Regions from separate parts of the Sus scrofa genome. Here region 2 is linked to region 1. Evidence: chromatin contacts called from public HiChIP or PLAC-seq data. All regions are on one chromosome and are shown on one strand. Each heading gives the region's core, a stretch centred on a gene start, on an enhancer-like site or on the middle of the called end of the contact. The rest is flanking DNA. Distances are from core to core; before and after follow the strand shown. Region 1 has its middle 22 kb from the start of COL1A1. Region 2 holds the start of TMEM92 (transmembrane protein 92).

Region 1 (3,923 bases), core at 653-3,152:
CCCAGGCTGCCCTGCCCCCACCCCCAGTAAGCTGCCTACGCCGACCCTGGGGAGCAGGAGCCCCTTAACTCTGTTGGGCTTACGGGACATCAGGACACTGATTCTAAGACTTGGAGGCCTTTGGGCCTGAACCTCTCCTCTGCCCTGTGCGCCCCTCCACCTCCTCACTCCAACTCTCCCTTCCTTGTCTCTGGCTTCTCATCCTGCCAAGACTCACCTTGGCTACCTACCTCCATCAGGTTCTCCCACAGGACTGCACTTCCCCTACCAGAGCCCAGGCCCTGCCTGACTGGTTGTTCTCTCCCCTCCTACCCTCCACCAGCGCCCGGGTGTGTCATCTTTACCCCGGCTTCTAGCACCAGGCCTGGCGAGGAGTGATGCTTGGTGAATATGCCGGGAGGAGTAACCAGAGCTCTTGAGAATCTGGGCTCTGGGCTCGATTTCCAGTTTGTTTATGTCTCTCTCTCTCTCTCTCTTTATTTTTTAGGGCCACACCTGCAGCATCTGGAAGTCCCCAGACCAGGGGTGGAATTGGAGCTGCAACTGCCGGCCTACACCACAGCCACAGCAACGCAGGATCTGAGCCTTGTCTGCGAGCTTCGCTGCAGCTCAAGGCAACCCTGGAGCCTTAACCCACTGAACGAGGCCAGGGATTGAACCCGTGTCCTCATGGATACTAGATGGGTTCGTTACCGTTGAGCCACAAGGGGAACTCCCAGATTTCCAGGTTATATCCCAACCCTTCCTTTTCCCAGCTGTGTGACTCTGGGCAACTCACTTCCCTTCTCTGTGCCTCAGTGTCCTCAGTTCTACTGAGGACTAAAAATAGATTTTTTTTTCAGGATTGTTGTGAGAACATGAGGCAGTACCTGGCATAAGTAATATTAGGTATGATGGAATTCCTGTTAGCCTTAAGGGTGTTAGCATACTGTTTCCTATAGGGGTCTCTTCCACCAATCAGCAGACTGGGTGGGCGTGGGAGGAGTCCTCACTTCCTGATTCCCCAGAGCCATGCCCAAAGCATGACGTCAGGCTGTCCCTTGGGTGCTCCCTGGGGATCGAGGATTCTGTGATGCTCGCCTACTCTGCTCCAGCCAGCATCCTGACCCCCGACAGGGTTCCCACCCTTGACCCCTCTCCTGAGGGCCCATGTGCCCCCCAAAGCCTGGCCCCCTCCTCATTCACTCAAGGGCAGTCCCCCAGCCCAAGGGGAGAGAAGCTGCCTTTCACCACACGTCCCATCCCTCAGCCCTTCTCAGAAATTCCAAAGCTCAAAAAGCTCTAGAAAGAGCTCTGGTCTTGGAACCCTAACCCTTCTCAGAAATTCCAAAGCTCAAAAAGCTCTAGAAAGAGCTCTGGTCTTGGAAAGAGGAATGCTGTCCCGTAGTCCTGGCTCCACCACTGAACAGCTGTGTGACTTTAGGCAGGTTGCTTCAACTTTCTGAATAATCCCACTTCTACCTTCTCATAGAGTTATCTTTTTTGGGTTTTGTTTGTTTGTTTGTGTGTGTGTGTGTGTGTTTGGCTTTTTTAGGGCTACACTCCCAGTATATGGAGGTTCCCAGGCCACGGGTTGAATCAGAGCGGCAGCTGCCTGTCTACACCACAGCCACAGCAACGACAGGTCTGAGCTGCCTCTGCGACCTACACCAGAGCTCATGGCAACACCACATCCTTAACCCGCTGAGTGGGGCCAGGGATCGAACCCGCATCCTCATGGATACTAGTCAGTTTCATTACCACTGAGTCACGACAAGAACACCCTCATAGAGTTGCCTTGAGGCTCAACTGTGCAAACTGGAGACAGAGTGCGTTGTAAACAGAGGCAGTGTGAAGAAAGGCAAGGCACAGTTACCATGGAGTTGGAAGTGGGGCTCAGGAGCAGGCCTGCCGGCATCTCTGGTCAGGGCTGTGCCAAGGGTGTGACCACTGGGCTGTGGATTGGGTGACAAGCTCTTACGAGGTGGGGTTGTTTGGGGATAAGTCTAATGACTTACGGTTTGGTCCTTGTATCTCTGCCACCTGCTCTCACCACTTTTCTTGAAGGTCCCAAGATTCCTGGTGAATCGTGATGCCCAGAAGCCCTGCCATGTCTGATTGTCAAATACCATTCTCCTTCCCTCCCCTCCCCCTCCCGCCTCAAACGCCGGTCCAGCCAAATTAGGAATTTCCTAACATTAGTCATGAATCTTTCGGTTGCAAGCGCCAACAGCTTAACTCCAAGTGGCTTAAGCAGAAAAGTAAATATATTTGAGTTATTTAAGCAAAAAGTCAAAGTACCACTGGATGTATGGGCTAAAATGATATCAGGAAGACTCAGTTTCTCTGTCTGTTCCTTCTACTTTTCTGTGAAATGGCTTTTTCCCCCCCTGGGCCGTCTGGCTCCATGTGGTGGTCTCAGGCAGTTCCAGGTTTATTTTCTAAAAGCTGAGTAACCGTTGGAGAAAAACAGCCTCTTTCACAATAGTTTCAGGGGAAAAAAAAAAATCCCAGGGTTGACCTATATTAAGCAAACTTGAGCCCTTCCCTAAACCAATGACTGTCCAAGCAGATGAAATATGCTGGTTGACCTGGGCACCGGCCCACATGAATGACACATAAACCAAACGTTGGGGATGGCAGTTCCACAAAATAAAATCTGGGTGCTGTTTCTGGAGGAAGAAGGAATGAATGCTGGGAAAGGCAGACACAATGGATGGCCACAATATCCCGCCTCACACATGCTCTTTCCATACACATGATATTTATCAGCTTTTTGTCACCATTTCTTCTTGTTTGGAAATCATTTCACACTTACAGAAACGTTCCAAGAATAGTGCAAAGAACCTTTTTTTTCCTGAAGCGCTTGAGGGTGAATTGCTAAAGCGATGTGCCACCCTCCATGAATACTTTAGTATAAATCCTGCAAACAATGACCGTCTCTTAAGTACCTACTTGTGCAACCATAAAAATTACAGACTTGTTATTGTAATTTATTCACGTCTCCATTTGTCCCAGTAAAGTAATTTATAGCAAAAAGACCTAATTCAGAACCGTGCATTGCATGTAGTTGCCATGCCTCTTCAGTCTCTTTCAATGTGGCAAGAGACGACATTGAAAGTAGATGTTCCTTGGAGTTCCCGTTGTGGCACTGCGGAAACGAACACGACTCGGAATCGTGAGGTTGCGGGTTCGATCCCTGGCCTCATTCAGTGGGTTAAAGCATCCGGCATGGGCATGAGCTGTGGTGTAGGTCACAGACATGGCTCAGATCTGGTGTTGCTGTGGCTCTGGTGTAGGCGGCACTGTAGTTCCGATTGGACCCCTTGCCTGGGAATGTCCATGTGCCACGGGTGCGGCCCTAAAAGGCAAAAAAAAAAAAAAAAAAAAAAAAAAAAAAAAGAAAAAAGTGGATGTTCCTTGACAATCATGACCTTTTAAATTTTGAAGATTACAAGCCAATGATTTCGTAGCGTATTCCTCAATTTGGGTTTGCCTACAGTTTTCTCAAGATTAGATTCAAGTGATGGATTTGGGGCAGGAATATCACAGAAGTGATGCTATGTTGTCACTGTGTCTTATCAGGTGATGCATGATTTCAAACTGTCCCATTGTGGATGATGTTAATTTTGATTTTTTTTTCTTTTTTTGTCTTTTTAGGGTCGCACCTGCGACACATGGAGGTTCCCAGGCTAGGGGTCGAATCAGAGCTGTAGCTGCGGGCCTACACCACAGCCACAGCAGCGCCAGATCCAAGCCACGTCTGCAACCTACACCACGGCTCACGGCAACGCCAAATCCTTAACCCACTGAGCGAAGCCAAGGATTGAACCGGCAACCTCATGGTTACTAGTCGGATTCATTTCTGCTGAGCCACTACAGAAACTCCTAATTTTGATCTTTTGATGAGCTAGTGTCTGCCACATTTATCTGCTCTAAAGTTA
Region 2 (3,923 bases), core at 839-3,338, 48 kb after region 1:
GACACCTCAAGCCTTGAGTATGGATAGCAAAGGGAAGCAACAATGTCACTAAGGAAGCAGCAGTGTGGGTGCTGCGACGAAAAAGCTCTAGCAGTCTCTGGACTAGGGTCCCCTTGGCAGAAGGGGGGCTTGGTTCAAAGCCAACTGCAGGGGCCAAGGGACGACACCCCCTGCTATTCTTCTCCGAGATCAGTCACCAGGAACTGCCAAAGAGAGGGCATTTTCTGAGGCCAGACCCCAATTCCACTTGGATCAGGAGACTGGAAGATTCTGTCCTTAGGAGCCAAGAGATAATGAGAAACAGAGACAGGGAAAAACAGAGAGACCAGGGAGAGATATACTGCGAGAGAGACCAGGAGGGTTGGAGAGCAAAAGACCCAGAGCCAGGGAGACACAGGACCAAACCAGAGACAAGGGAAATGGAAACAGAAAAACAGATTCCTCCAGTGAGACAGAGATAAGCAAAGAGGAGACACAGAGATGGGAAAACAGGGAACACTAAGGCATGGAGAGAAAGTGCGTAGAGAAAGAAATGGGGAGATATTGAAACAGGAAGACAGAGATGGGGAGACCTGGGGAGAGGTTACACAGAGATAACACGGCGAGAGATGAGAAACAGCGATAAGGAGAAAGCGGTGAGAGAAAACAAAAAAGCCAGAGAGGGCGGCTGTCCCTTCTTACTAGGTTTGAACCAGTTTTCCGTGGTAAAGTCAGAACTGAGGGGCAGCAGGAGACGTCTCATACCTAAGCACCGAGCCTCCCCCGACTTCCCCCAGGTCAGGGAGCAGCACCCCACCCGTCACCCCCGCCCCCCGTTCGCCCCCGCCCCAGGGGTCCCGGCTCCGACTCTCCACCTCCCGCAAGGTCTTCTCCATACGTCCCATCTGTGTTTGGGCGTCTGGCTCTCACCCTCCGCCAATCGCCCACCGAGACGGCTTCCCACCCCACCCTCCAGCCGGGTCCCCCGGGAGGGAGCCCGGGGAGATCCGCCCCAAGTCCCGGGTCCCACGCCGCCGGGCTCCGGGGGAATCGCGAGTTGAACGATGCTGCCACCTGCTGGCCGGATCTGGAAAGCACAGCGTGCCTCGAGGGCTGGGCGCGGCCGCCCCGGGTCGGAATCCCGCGGCTCCTGGCTCAGCCCGTCTCCGCGGGGTCTTTCCAGGAATCTGGATGGGCCTGCTCGCCTGCGCCCCATCTCTCCTGGCTGCCGCTCTGCCCCAGTTTAGGACCCAGGGACTAGTCTCTGAATGCTGGGGTCTTAATTTTCCCTGTAGTCAAACGGAGGAAGTGTACCAACACATCTTCCCAGGATGTGGAGGCGGGGGGGGGGGGGCACGAATGTGCTAGTAATGAGCTCTAGGTTCTCCTTCCCAAGAAATCTGCCAGGCCGCCCCTCCCTCCCTCCTCATAAAAAAAAAAGGACGCCTAGCCCCACCAGGACCTTCGCCTCCCCTCTCTCATCCTCTGCCCCCCAGAAGTCCTTATGGGAAGGGACTTCCAGTGGTCCAGGTCCCTCTGGCCGCGTCCCCCCTCATCTGATAGGTGCGGCCAGTCCCTATTTTTTTTTTTTTTTTTTGTCTTTTTGGGGCCGCACCCGGGGCATCTGGAGGTTCCCAGGCTAGGGGGTCTAATCCGAGCTACAGCTGCCAGCCTATACCACAGCCACAGCAATGCAGAATCCCAGCCTCGTCTGTGACCTACACTAGAGCTAACGGGCAACGCCCAAGCCTTGACCCACTGAGCAAGGCCAGGGATCGAACCTGCAACCTCCTGGTTCCTAGTGGATTGTTTCCACTGCGCCACAACGGGAACTCCCGCCAGTCCCTATCATAAGCCTGGGACCGCTTGGGGGTGGAACAGTTGGGGTTGGGAAGGGGTAGTTCAGCTGTCTTGAACTGATGCCACAATATTGTTCATCAGATAATCCTTTCTACCTCTCAATTCCCCAAGCCGTTCCCAGACGTCTTCCCTCCCCCTCCTCCCTTCCCCCTCCCCCTCCCCTCCTCCTCCCTCCTCCCCTCCCCTCTCCTCACCTCCGCCCCTCCCTTCCTCTTCTGGGTTGGCCTTTCCCCGGGTGCATCAGCTCCGCCCCCAACCCAAGGCAGGGCCCTATAGGTGGAGAGTCGTGGGAGAGGTCACGGCCCCGCCCTCTCCTCTCCTCCCCTCCACACGGAAGCTCAGTGGCCCCCCTGCCAGGATGTCTGACACCTGGGTCCTCGGCCTCGTGCCCACCTTGCTGCTTGCCCTGCCGGCTGGCCTCCAACAGGTGAGCTTTTTGGGAGGTAAGCCGGTTAGATTTGGGGGGGTCCTACCCTTGTGGGTCAGGGGCCCCGCTTCTGGCTCTGGATCACCACCTACTACGGTCAGGATTTCCTCATGACCACACGTATTTAGCAACTTCCTTTCTCTTTTGGCCCGGGAGGTGGAGGTGAGGGCAGTGGAAGGAGGTCCTGAGAAGGCCTGGGTTCCTTCACCTTGTGGGGAGGCAGGGGCGGGGGAGACTGTGTCGTGGGACCTGCGCCGCCTGACACCTAGTGCCTCTCTGAGTGGGGACTTTGATCCTGGCGTCGTTAGTCTCGTTAGTCTTGTCTCGTTCTTGCTCCTTCCTGCTGTGTCAGAAAGCAGTGACTGGGGGCCGGGGCGACAGTGGGGGTGTGTGTGTGTCTAAGGTCTGGACGCCTGGCCAGCCTGTCCCCCCCAGCTCTGTTCTCCTAGTGCTGGGGATGACCTTGGGAAGGCCCTGCCCCTCTCTGGGACTGTTTCTCTCTGCGTGCCCTGGAGGAAAGGAGGCTCCTTTGTCCCTTCCTAGGTGCGGGGCTAGGATTCCAGCCGGTGATAGGATTTGATCCGGCTGCCTGACCCCAGGCTGGGGTGACCTCTGGAATCTGTGATTTCTGAAGTGAGGCAAGGTTTCAGCACCCCTTTATCCCTCCCCTGACTCCAGTAATGGGGGCAGTCTATCCAATTCTGGGGTGGGAGATGATCCTAGAAACTGACATGGGTCTAGAACACGGTTTTTAAATTACTTGTGTCAGAGTCCGAAGGAAGTTGCAGGCCTGCTTCCCACGTTCATGAACTTGTGCTGAGCCGCTCTGCCCCACCCCACCCCAAGCCCTGCTCTTCCTTCTCTATCACCAGGCTGTGGGTTTGTGCCAGCTCTAGGCTGAGCATCCTCTGGTCGATTCCTCCCAACCACTGCAGGGGGCAGGCAGTTGATGCTCCCTGTTCACATGTAAGCAGTTGCCGAAGATTATCCCAACACTTGATAAAACACAGGCTCTGAACCACCTCAGATAAGACCATCCTCTGTTTAAAACAGGATGGTAGGGGGAGGAGTTCCCTGGTGGCTCAGTGGGTTAAGGGTCTGGCATTGTCACTGTTGTGGCTCAGGTTCAATCCCTGGCCCAGGGAACTTCCACATGCTACAGGTACAGCCAAAAAAACAAAACAAAACAAAACAAAACAAAATGGGGTGGTGGGAGAATCTGGGAAAGTGTCCTCTACTCCTCACAGGAGTGCAGCATTATTATTATTATTTTGCTTTTTAGGGCCACAGGTACGGCATATGGAACTTCCCAGGCTAGGGGTCAAATTGGAGCTGCAGCTGCCAGTCCCAGCCCCAGCCCCAGCCACAACCACACCAACTCAGGATCTGAGCCGCCTCTGCGACCTACACCACAGCTCACAGCAATGCTGGATCCTTAACCCATTCATCATGGAATCCCCATCCTCATGGATACTGGTTGGGTTTGTTACTGCTGAGCCACAATGGAAACTCCTTAATTTATTAAAGTAATTGTTCATTGTCTTTCTTAGTTAGGGGCCAGGAGGGGGAGGAGGGGCAGGGGCTAGAATCTGAGGGGAAGGGAGTACCCTGAGTGCCCGAATCCCTTTGGGGGTCCCCAACTCTGCAGTCATTCCAG

Evidence for each region. HiChIP or PLAC-seq counts read pairs in DNA pulled down with a chosen protein or histone mark.
Region 2: a contact with region 1 is called in an H3K27ac HiChIP or PLAC-seq map of skeletal muscle. The contact joins the promoter of TMEM92 here to the enhancer-like site in region 1. A contact is called at or near these places in 7 of 47 Hi-C or Micro-C datasets (alveolar macrophages, embryonic fibroblasts, fetal skeletal muscle and 4 more) and 1 of 2 datasets of contacts at active chromatin or transcription factors (skeletal muscle).

The regions. Positions count from the first base shown.
Region 1 is chr12:26,416,904-26,420,826 of Sscrofa11.1, forward strand. No RefSeq gene overlaps it. Among named protein-coding and RNA genes, the nearest start is that of COL1A1, 22 kb to the left of the region's middle. Within about 2 kb of position 1,903, at least 15 of the 83 cell types and tissues checked have an H3K27ac peak or open chromatin away from gene starts, as enhancers often do. A contact at or near this core is called in omental adipose tissue, skeletal muscle and subcutaneous adipose tissue, where this site is marked.
Region 2 is chr12:26,464,525-26,468,447 of Sscrofa11.1, forward strand. TMEM92 (transmembrane protein 92) reads left to right here and starts at 2,089. Exons shown (of 5, transcript XM_003131586.3): 1 at 2,089-2,266. The coding sequence starts at 2,198.